Regions from separate parts of the Sus scrofa genome. Here region 1 is linked to region 2. Evidence: chromatin contacts called from public HiChIP or PLAC-seq data. All regions are on one chromosome and are shown on one strand. Each heading gives the region's core, a stretch centred on a gene start, on an enhancer-like site or on the middle of the called end of the contact. The rest is flanking DNA. Distances are from core to core; before and after follow the strand shown. Region 1 holds the start of ZFHX4 (zinc finger homeobox protein 4). Region 2 overlaps LOC106510043 (a long non-coding RNA gene).

Region 1 (6,199 bases), core at 1,367-3,866, 680 kb before region 2:
GCTGTCCACTCCCAGACCATATACCTGAGCGCAGTGGCCACTCTGCTCTTCTGCCCAGCCCACTCCTGCCTGCATTGTTGCTGCTGTCACACCAGCCGGCGATTTGATAGGCTTGTGGGGTTGCCATGGTGTTGACTTCTTGCCTCTGAGGAGCTGCCCAATGACTGGAGGTCTGGGATTAAAGCGGGAAGAGGCAGCGGCCACAGCGAATTTCAGCGGCAGCTGCAGCAGCAAGAAACAAGAAACAAGAGGACGAGGTCTTTAGACTGCGCTCCGCTCTCGAAGCCAGGGCTGCTGAGAAGGGGAGACGAGGAAAGGGGAACAGCTTGAAAGTATGACCACTCGAAGGCAGAAGATGCGATTGAGGGGTTTGAGACTCGCCCAGGAACAATTCAGAAGCAGTCTGCACGTGCAGACAGGAAAAATTGTCCAGAATTCGTTACTATTCACACAAGACATTACTGGGGCGGGTGGTGGGACTGGGGTGTTAAAAGGGACTTCAGTGGGTGATACACTTTCTCCCCAACCCCCACCCATCATTTGGGCAACGAAGTAATTTAACAAATAAAGAGGCGCTGTACGGAGAACTTTAAATCAGGGAAACGAACTTATTCCGAGAAGAGAGAGTGCAATTAGACGGCAGCTAACTAAATGACAAGAGTTGCCCCGGCGGGCGGCCGCCTGGGCGGTGCGGGTAGGGGGAGCCTGCGAGTGCGTGTGCGATGCACAACCCCAGACGAGAACCGTAAACTAGGAAATGAAAGAGAAAGGAACCGCTTCTGTTATAAATTAGTAGGTAGGTGAAGGTTACGCAAAGAAGAAAAGGGAAAGTAAAGCTGTTAAAAGAATAGAATAAACCCCCTGGGAGTTGAACTCGAAATCCCCCCCCCACCCCCCAACTCTCCAATCCAAGGGGAGGAGGAGGAGAAAAAGAGTGCATTCTGGTGTGATGAGAACTCTCTGGAATGTCTGGAGGAGAGGATAGGAGTGCGAGGGTAAGAAGACCCGGGTGCTAAATAAATGGCAGAGAGAGAAATGGGGGCGGGGCGGGGTAGGAAGGAAATAGTCGGCGATTCACCGAAGGGAAGAGGAGATGCAGCAGGGATTACAGGAGAAGGAAGAGAAGTGCAGAAGTTCAGACCTGTAGCCTAGAGGAAGGAGGGACCGGCTAGAGTCAGTAAGAGGGAAGGCGGAAAAAGGTGTGTGCTGCAGAGGGAGGGCGTGGGAAGGCCACCGCTGTCAACTGGAGGGAGCGACTACTAGGACAGAGGGCAAAAAGGGCAGAGCATTGTAACGACTCGGGCGGTGGCGCGAGCACCGCGGGGCAGCACCGGCGAACTGGAGCCAGGTGCCGCGTAGCCCGAGCCAGGCTCCGAGCGACGCTGGGACTTTGCTGGCCAGAAGAAGAGCTGCTTGCTCAGCCTGCCGGAGTCACGATCCACCGCGAGTCCCAAACACATGCCTCACTAACTACTTTACAGCCACTTTCATTGATTTTCTTTAACAAATAAACATAATACCCGTTACAGCAACACTTCCCCATGCTGCAGCTAGAATGCCAGAACCTCTGAGGGTTGCATTTCTCCGGATTGCAGTTTTCATATCTCCAAATAAATTGTTTTCCTTCGCTTAAAGGATCAAATGTGCGATTACATTCAGGTTTGGGGAGTCTGGTCTTCGACCCTCTCTATGTTCTGGGAGTCACCTTTTAGAATAAGTAGAAGACAGGTTCAGACACAAGTTTGTAAACCTGGTAGGGTTCACTGACATTTGCATATTAGTTTTTACTAATAAGAAGTAACTCAATTTGGAAGGAAGACGCCGGCAATTAAATTGATTCCCTTGCTCCTGCAGGCAAATTAACACTAGTCCGACAGCCACACCTAAGATGCTTCCCTAGAGTTGTCTCTTAAAAATATTTCCCTTAAAAATATTTATTTAAAAGTAGCCCCCCTTCAAGAGCGGTTTCTGCTCGAGGTTCTTCCATACATGTCAAAGGGTTGTTGAATTATTCATTATTGTAATTACTATCATCATTGTCATTATCCCTTTCCATGTGGAAATAATTTTATTATCGTAATTTGATATCTGAAGAATTTCCTGTTAGTCGTTTGATAATCATTTTTTTCTGCTGAAAAGAAAAGTTTTGTTTATAAATGAGATAGAGAAAATGTTTTAAATGCTTTGATGTTTGCTATAGATTTCCGTTTATCTAATCGATCAGAATGCCAATAAAATCGATTAAAGGTTTAGTGTTTTACAAACAACCATTTTGTGCTTTTTGATTTTACGTTCAGAATGATTTTAATAAAGCTAATGCTTTCCTTTAACACTCTCCCTTTAAAAACCCAAACCTTCATCGTTTTTTCTTTTATTATTAGAAATTGCCACTTAAAGTTCTTCTAATAGGAAAATTTAAAAATATATATAAGCAATGCCACAGTGGTTTAAATTCCATTCTCTTGTTGCTCAAGGTATTTAAATAAAGCCCTTTAAAATCTTGGTGAATTATATGCGATCATTCAGTGATTGCGGAATATTAAATTAAACTTAGATAAATCCGCATTGAAGGAGGCAGCACCCAATCCTGAATTTATTTCCCATTTTCTCTAACAGCATCACTGCGCTCCTCTCTTTGCAATGACAATGTGCCAAATCTGGGCATTTTGAAAACATTTTCCATATGCTTTAACAGGGGACTGATAGACAAAGAAGAAAAGGAGATGATCTTTTTGCTCTGAGGTATATTTTCTTTAACCTATTTATCTTAGACTTTCATTGATAACCATTTTAAAGCAAAAGTTTGAAAATCATTTAATTCCTTGTTTTTGCTTTTACCTTTTTTTTGCCTATTTGTAATTTATTCTTGGAATGGATTTTTGGTTACAGTATAAAATAGCTATGATGATGTAAAGCTATCATTTCTGTACCTTGGCAAACAACATTTGTTTCAAAATCTTTGATTTATTTAGTTTGCTAGCTGCCTTTTGTAATTAAAGATGGATTTAATTACACATTTTGTAACTTAGATCAGATGGGCTGTTTGTTTGCTATAGGATTTAATGGTGCTTTTGTGTCTAATATGTAGGGATGTTACATACAGAGGTTGTGGCTTTTCTTCAACTATAAAGATCTGTACTTTTTTTTGTCTTGGAAATGTGGGTGTTTGGATGAATGTAATGTCCTATTTTAAGATGATTCTATGTGGTGGCTGGAGTGTTATGTATTGTCTATACAGGATTTCATTGACTAAATATAGATGTTTTAGGTTTTAAAAGATCACAGTTGTATCTTCTAGTCAATGAAATCACAATTATTTTTCCCTACTTGTCTATCTTTTCCCATCTGTATCATTGTCTCTCAGAGCTCTTCCCCAGACGGAATGTAAAATTTTTGTTGGATGCTCTTGCTGGAAATAGCTCCTTGTGTTTTGAGAAGGATGGGCTTGTGACCCTGAGTGGTGTGAGTGTAACTGTGCGTGGGGGGTGGGGACACTGGTGATGAGGAGTCCTCATTAATTTGCATAAGAGCTGTAGAAGTGCTTGTGAAGTTAGTGAAGTGCTATTGTTTGGGAAGAGACCTGCTTGATTTTGTTTATAAACACTGGGCTGGTTGCCTAGACGGAAAGGAGGTCACAGCGGTGTCTGAGCCCTGACCTGGAAAGGCCAGAGGGCATCTGACTTTTCTCTTTCCCTTCTCCCCTCCCTTAATTCTTCCCTCCTCAGACTCCTTGTAACTCCTCTCTTCTCCCTGTTCCTTACCTTGCCTGTGTCTTAACGTTACATAATGACCTCCTACACACACACACACACACACACACAACTGGTCGGAACCTTGAGGGGGCAGGGAGGTAAAGCTGATTTATTTAAGAGTTAAAGCAAAAACTGGACTTAGGTCTAGAAAGGGAGATATATACGGGGATGCAGAAGTACAGAGATAGAACCCAGGAGCAGGAAGGGGTCATTTTTAAGTTAAAAAAAAAAAAAAAAAAGGAGACTACAAAGGAGAGAAGAACCAGGTTGGGGGAGGGGAGAGAATCAGCAAAGGATGGATTTAACTGTCCACAAATACTACACACATACATACACACTCAAAATGTCTCTCCTCTTTGAATGTCATTTCATCTAGTTCACTCTCACCATCAAGAGAGTGTCCATTCTGGATGTTAGGTCATATTTTCATTCCCCTCCCCCCTTTTGTTAATTCTCAAGAAAAGATACTTTTTTCCCTCCACAGTAATAAGTGGCTCTCCCACACTATTTCTGGAGTTCACTGTAAATATAACATGTTTGTGACACCTTCCCCAATAAGCCTCGCACTCTCCACTCTCCGATTCACTGTCAACTTCGCGTCTGCCCTTTACATCCATACCCACCCCCACCCCCCTCTCCACTCACAGGAATTGAGAGATATTGGTATCAGGTTTAAGTGTGTTTTGGAAAGGAGTTGCTGAGTTAAACAAAAATGTTAGTTAACAGACTGCCTTTGTTAAATAGCCCCCGGGTGGAGAAGACTCAACAAAAAGAGGGAAGGAGGAGGGGGGTGCTGAGGATCTGAAAGTGTCTGTGGTGATATAAAGGGTTCCTAACGCTGAAATCACTTGTAATACCTCGTTTCAAACTGAGCTCATCTATAGACCCCGGAAGCGCGGTCAAAAGACTGGGAACCTTTTCCCCTTGGGCTGGGGTTGGCCTTGAGCTGGGACGTGAGGGAGAGGGAGGTGGGGTATTTATTAATGAATTGGCGAGGGCAGGGCCGGGGAAGGGGGCGAACAGACAGCTAAAGACTCATTAAACCAACTGTAAAGCCCAGAGTGTCCGCGGCAGAGATTTGGGAAATAAAATACAGACGCCGAGGAAAAGTCTAGAAGTGGAAATTACCTTTTGTCTCAATGTTAATTACTCCTTGTTTCCAACACTCAACACCTAACCACCTGGTAGCCCTTTCTGGTCCTTGCTCAACTTGGCTGTCAGTGTCAGGGTCCGAGTGCTCTGCAGTGGGCTCGGCTGGCGGGGGCAGCCCTGGAAAGTGCAGGAAAGGGTCTAGGGGAAGTTCTTGGTGCGGCGGGGAAACCTCTGCTCGTTTCACTTTGAAACAGAAAAGCAGCCAAACATTGCGCGGGGGCGGTGGAGGGTTCGCTCAGAGTTTAGGGACCAGCGGGGTGGGGTGTGTGTGGGGGGTGCAGGGTCAAAGGTTGACGGCGAGGTGTCCGCAGAGACCCAGGAGGAGCAGCTGGGTTTCCCGGAGCCAGGGGCCGAGGAGGAAGGCGCCAAGGGCCGCGGGACTGCACCGCAGCCGGGTCGAGCCGGGCGGATCGCACCCGCGCCCCGGAGCAGCCGGCGGGCTGGGCTCGGGCTCGCTCGTCTCGCCGCGCCCCTGCCCGCGGCGCCGCGCTCCGCGCCTCCGGGCCCACCCCTCGCAGACCTGCGGCCGCGGCTCCCAGCTCCCCTCCGTGCGCTGGCGCGCTCCAAGGCCGAACCCTGGAGGAAACTCTTGACTCTGTGCTAGTTCCTCTCTGCCCCTTCCCCTCAGCCCATTAACCCCCGACCCTCACCCCAGCTTCTCTTCTTAGGAAAGAGGTGAAAGAGGACGTGAAAGAGATGATTAAAAAGAAAACACACATACACCCTAGGAGGGGAATACTCCCTAGCAGAAGGGCTTGAAAAAGTGGGCGCCCCTCTTACAAACCCTCCTTCCTTTTGTTTTCTTACTTAGAATTCAATAACCACCCCCCAACACTCACACACTCACACACACACCAGCTGTATTTTCCAAGAAATGGGGGGGGAGGGGGTTGCGTAGAGGAGAAAGCCACCAAATTTTTAAAATGGTTTTCCTGATTTGACGTTTGGTGTTTTGACATTAATGACATTAATGTTATTGATGATGTTTCGGGGAGAAAAGGCAAAAGAAATAAAGGAGAACTTGAAAACGAAATGATTATCATTTCCCTATTCTTCCATGCCAGAAATAGACCCCTTTCTTCACCTGAGCCTGAAACAGACTTATTGTTCTCAGGTGTTTCCTTCATCATAGGCATTTACCCGTCCGAAATCGCAGGAAATGGTTTTTCCATCAGTGAGCTTGTACATGGAGCCCTCTCCCGCAAAGGGCTTGATCTTTTCTGATTTGAACCTGAAAGTTTCCCTGCCTTCATTTCCCCTCAGTCTCTTTAAAAGCCCCTACCCTCTTCTCCATA
Region 2 (5,579 bases), core at 326-2,825:
AGTTATTAAAATAATGCCAATATTTTTTTCTACAGTTAAACATTAGTATAATGGAGCATTATTTAGTACATCCACCAAAAAATATCATTTTTGATCTGAAAATTGGCATGTAAAAATCTGCTTTCAATCTTGAATTTTATAAGTTAACCAGACAGTGATTCATCCAGTTATATTATAATGAACAGTCAAACTTAAGTTCTAATATACTTGATATATTTATCTGTCTTATTTTCCAATACAGCTTGATCATGAAATTAAATATGATATTCTCTTTTAATGTGGAATTGCTGGCAAGGTATACAGATATCATCTAAGAGGGTATTTCAAATTGTAACAGTACTTTTTGAAGTTTAACTATTTGCAATGATTTTTAACAATTAAATATCTTAGAAATACATTAGAAATAGTATCAAGACATAAGAAAATAATGTTAACTTTTAAAGAGACTGATAAATGATCATAATTGAAACAATGATGGAGTCTTAGGATAAAGTAAGTTTATCTTTCTTTTCAAATATAGCCTCAACATGCATTGTCACAGGTTTTGCTTATAAGCTAGATATATATGTCTACATGTTTTCTATGATATATGAAAAATATACTATTAATTACATGTCAAAAAAATTAAATCCTTTTTGGCCTAGCGAACAAAAATTTGTTTGTTTATTTTTATTTTTTTTCTTTTTTACCCAGTCAATCGACAGGTGGCATGAATTGATCAAATGTACCAATTGATTTCGTTTGAGGCAGTGCCAGACACCATGGTGTTCCCCAGTCAGAAGAAAGAAAGGCCACTTGGGTGCCATAAGGCATGAAAGCATTATAGTTAGTTTCCTTAACCAGTCATCTTTTTATTTGGAAAAGTCTTTGGATTTTGACTAGGAGATGCAAAAATGAAATGTATGGAGCATAAAGTGAAGGTCAAAGACTTGGGTTATTTCTAGAGTTTGCAGTCACAGTAGATTTTTCCTGCAGAAAGCAGAGGATCTTGCTAGAACAATACCTCCTGGGACTTCTCCCAGAGAAGAGAAAGTCATTTCTGAAATTATGAGATTTTTTAATTTTATGAAAATTAAAAAAAATGGAAAACCTCAAACAAGATTTTTAAAATGTGCTTAGAATAAGTTATAAAAACAACAACAAGAATGTATATTTTAAGGGATCTACTACAGATTGAAATATTTGTCAGGGTCTTACATTTATCTTTCTGATAGTGCTCATGTATCCAAGTGACTTTTCAATAAGTAATTATCTCTTTTATTCATTTACTTTGGAATAGTGATTCCAGATTAGCCAGGTCCCCATATCCCAAAATCTATTACTAGGTTAAGTCATTTCTTAACCGAAGATGAAACAGTTAAAAAAGAAGCATGCAAAAAGTCTGGCGATCAAAAATATGTTTTTAACATTAAAAAGTGACCTGAAAGTTAGTGGTTCCATAAAGCTGAATTTTTAAAGAACACATAGGATTTAGATTTTATTTTTCCCCTCCTCTTTTTGAACGAACTGTAGAGAACCACACCATATACTCAGTATAAGCGTGTTACACTTGAAAGATTTGCTCTGAATGTCCAGTGGGAACCTGGGAATCGTAATAATTTGTAGTATCGATTGAGTGAAGCTATGCAGCTGGGGCCTCCGGTGAATAGACAGGAATAGACATTTTATTGATTAACTTTTACAGTCATATTTTCAAGACTCGGCTGCAACATAATTTTCACTTCCCAGCTTTGTGTTGCTGCATCATGAAACTTGGATTCTTCTCTCTTAACGTTTACCCACTTGAGGAAAAAAGTATGAAAGTATGGACATGTCTTGCAAGGGTTGTGAGCTACGGAGATGCAAAACTTTCTGGAAAATGATTTCTCTCAAGTGCTATTCTACCACAAACAGTAGAAAGGAACTAACTGGTTATGACAGTTTTTGGAAATGTCATTATGGCAACTATTTGGTAATTAAATTTCATATTTTCCTCATTTTTTTTCATGTTTAGGAATCTTAGCTTTCCTACCCTAACTTCATGCATGCAACTATTAAAATGAATTGTCTTGTGATGGCTTTGTTTTTAATTACTTATACTTTACATCTTATTTAATGTGAACTGCAGAAGAAAAATTATTATAATAATAGGCTATAATTCAGTCTGAAATGAAAGCTGTTAAGTACTAAATCATTTTGACCAATAATTTCTAAGTATGAAAATGTGAATATATACCTATTGGACATCTGTGATATTTCTCCAGTCCTGCAAAAGTCTTTAAATTATTTAGGCAAAAGAATGTTGTATTTGCACAGGTGAAAATATTGCACATTTTCTGTATATAATCATATGCTTATTTATCTCAAGTTCGTCAGGCTTTGCATTTTTGCCTGTTGGAGTAAATTGCAGATTTTATACTCTTGTTTACATACATGGAAAGCATTTCACTCTAATTTTATGTAAGAGTTGATGACAGATTAGATTAGATTGGATTTGAAAATGGGATTAAAAGGATGATGTCAATTCTCTTTAAAATTCACATCTCTATTTCTTTTATTTATGACTTTGAAAAATGTAATGTTAGAATAAATTGATCCAAAGATAAAATTATGGAGCTTCATGTGATTATATCCAGAAGGCATGAAATATAATTATATTAGACCAAAAATTTAGCACAAGTTTTAATAGTTGTGTAAGAAATTTCATATTCCAAAATATTTGTCATATATAATTTTAGGAATTTATTTTTGTTCAAGTTCATTAATGATTAATGTGGAATTTTGGTTCTAAAATTTGTAGGTTTGATTTAAGTAGTATGAAAAGCATTTTAGGCTTCTAACTTAAGTTCCTCTTAATCAAAAAACAAAAACAAAAAACAAAAAAACTGAGTAAAGCATTCCACTTAGTAGTGAGAGTGTGAAACTGTTTTCCTCTTTACATTGAATATTAATTTTTGATATTCAACAAGTTTAAAGCTTAGCTTCTGTTGATTTTTAAAGATACAAATATTGAGACTTTGATTTTTCTTCCATGTGGCATTAATTTATTCTGGTAAAAGACTTATAACTACTTTTAGTGCAAATAGACAGTGCTTGTTGAAGTTCCACAGTTATCACAATTAATAGTAATAATATTAACATTAATGTGTTTGAAGATTTTTCAGGTACTCACATATATGTAACCATATATTTTCTTCTAATGTAACAGATCTGTGTTTATAATGCAAAGGTATTCGAATAAAGTATCTAGGAATTAATTCTTTCCTGCTTCACATTTAAAGAATGAATCAAATCATGTATAAAGAATACAGCTGATTTTTATAATGTGTGTAGGTCTAATAAGACTCTTTCCTGCATAATCAAGTATGTATTTTAAAATTATTTACAAAATAAGGAATGCAATTAAGAGAGATCTTATAATAAACATAAAATAGAAAAAGTCTGAATTGAGATTGATTTCAACATAATCTTGTAGAGGAATCCCCACTTATTGATCAATTTTAAAGCCCATGCATAGCACTTAGAAAGATAAAGTAAGCAAGGTCAGATAATCAAAGCATTTAAATAGTAAAAACAGCAACTGCCACTGTAGACTGCTAAAATAAATCCATAATACAAATTGCTTTAGCAAAAAGTGGATGAGCAGCTGATCTTCCTATTGAACTCTGATACTGTTCAGTGACCACACTGGGAAAAGGACTGGGAGAAATGCCTTGCAGATCAATATTGAGTGAGATGTAGCAGGGATTCATTTTGAACATGAAAGCATTACAGGTGTGAGAGTATAGACATCTTCAGGAGATGTCATCCAGTGGAGATTGTTTAATACAGTTAAAAAATGCCATCTATGCCTGATATTGCCAAACCACAGTCACAGAAATGCCCTCTTAACTGTTTCAAGAAATTGTTTGAATGCAGTTTAAAACAGCTCTCGACCTAAAAGTAGAGTAAGTTGGCTTTATGCTAAAATAGTGGTACAATTAATTACCAAAGAAATTAATATCTCACTATAAATATAGTCTACAGAAACTCATGTCACTAATTCATATTTGGGATATCAAATCATTATGTGATAGTGCTCTCCAGTCCTGTCCAGAGGTATAAAAGTTGTAGACTAAGGGATGGAAGAGACTGTGGAATTTTATGGCAACGGAGTACTTTTTGGAGTACTCTTGTTGTGAGTACCTTTTTGAAGCTTGTTGCAATTTGGGGGTCTTATTTTTAATGAGTATTTGAATTCTATTGGCTAATTATATTCTTGGCTCTAGTGAATACTGGGCATTTTCAGTATATAGATATATGACCAGCAAAATTGTTTCACTAACTTAACTACTTTTCTTATAAAATTTGAGTTTAACTTCTACTTAATGAGATATCTTCCTGGCTATAATGAAGTTTTGTGGGAAACTGAATGTGCATTAGCATAAGTACATGCAGTTTTATTGCATTCTGGAATAAAGTGGTTCTTCAGCCAAAGTGGACAACAATGCAATTGAATTACCCCTTACCTTTTCTCTGGTTCCCATAGGTGTCATCCTTAAGTCATTTTCTGTTTTCATAACTTCTAAATTCATCCTCAAGCTCATTACATGAATAGTATTGTATCTTGATAAGTATACCAATATGATTTTCCAACCAGGTATTTCTGGTGAATATTGTCACAGTTTCCCAGTAATCTGAATGTAGTATTTAGAGATTTATGATATTACGAATTGAGATTTTGCTTAATTTACAAAAAAAATTCAATATCAAACCTCTCGATTAAATGATATAAAATGTTGGCATAGAGAAGAAAGAATTAAGATGATGACTGGTTACATGTAAGACAGAATTTCCATATCAAAATGAAATATAAAAATCAGACTGGGCCTGAAAAGTTGTATAACTTAGGCTTGGGTTTTTTTTTTTTTATTTCCATTCCTTTCTTACCATAATGAATAGTTATTTACAACTATTGTAGCCCCCATGTTTGCTATATGAATTGCTGATAGCAGCGATTTTAATGGTAAAATTGTGGAACAATATTCATAGTTGTCAGAAAAAGGTCATTCTATTTGCATTCATTAGGAAGCTGGAAGACTGCAATGTGTGTTTCCTTTGGGATGTTGCAGCTATCGATTTATATACAGCTGTAGGAAAAATTAATTAGGATTATATTTCACTTATTACTGCAGGCAGTGTAATAAGAAAGAAAACCATTTTTTTTTTTTGTTAGAAAGTTGAACAGAAAAACCTAACTGGAATCATTGTTTCTTAAATCACAACTACTTTATCACATAATTTTTCTTTTATAATCTGGTTAAAGGCTTAGTGCATTTATGGAAATTTAATTAGCACTTTGAAAAATGAGTGTTTTAGTACATATCCTATAATAATAATGATAATTCAAATTAAGCCAAAGAGACATTTCCCCTTGCTAATTGAACCTTTCCTCTCTCTAAGCTAAGTCAATGTGTATTTGTCTACTGTGAGTTTGCAGGTACTAGGAAGCTATTGCCAAAAGAGTTAAATCAAAAAGTAAACAGGGACCAAGTACAGGAGAATTCTCAAGGTGAAGTAACTGATTCCAGAAATGAGAGTTTCAGAAGTATAACAAGAGA

Evidence for each region. HiChIP or PLAC-seq counts read pairs in DNA pulled down with a chosen protein or histone mark.
Region 1: a contact with region 2 is called in an H3K27ac HiChIP or PLAC-seq map of skeletal muscle. The contact joins the promoter of ZFHX4 here to the enhancer-like site in region 2. A contact is called at or near these places in 3 of 5 promoter capture datasets (fetal liver, fetal skeletal muscle and liver), 9 of 47 Hi-C or Micro-C datasets (embryonic fibroblasts, epiblast stem cells, fetal skeletal muscle and 4 more) and 1 of 2 datasets of contacts at active chromatin or transcription factors (skeletal muscle).

What each region holds. Positions count from the first base shown.
Region 1 is chr4:59,577,330-59,583,528 of Sscrofa11.1, reverse strand. It overlaps ZFHX4 (zinc finger homeobox protein 4), which reads left to right and starts at 2,616. Exons shown (of 11, transcript XM_021089179.1): 1 at 2,616-2,742.
Region 2 is chr4:58,898,422-58,904,000 of Sscrofa11.1, reverse strand. All of the region lies in intron 1 of LOC106510043 (a long non-coding RNA gene), which reads left to right. The region is part of intron 1 of LOC106510044 (a long non-coding RNA gene); the gene reads right to left. Among named protein-coding and RNA genes, the nearest start is that of PEX2, 350 kb to the left of the region's middle. Within about 2 kb of position 1,575, at least 1 of the 83 cell types and tissues checked has an H3K27ac peak or open chromatin away from gene starts, as enhancers often do. A contact at or near this core is called in skeletal muscle, where this site is marked.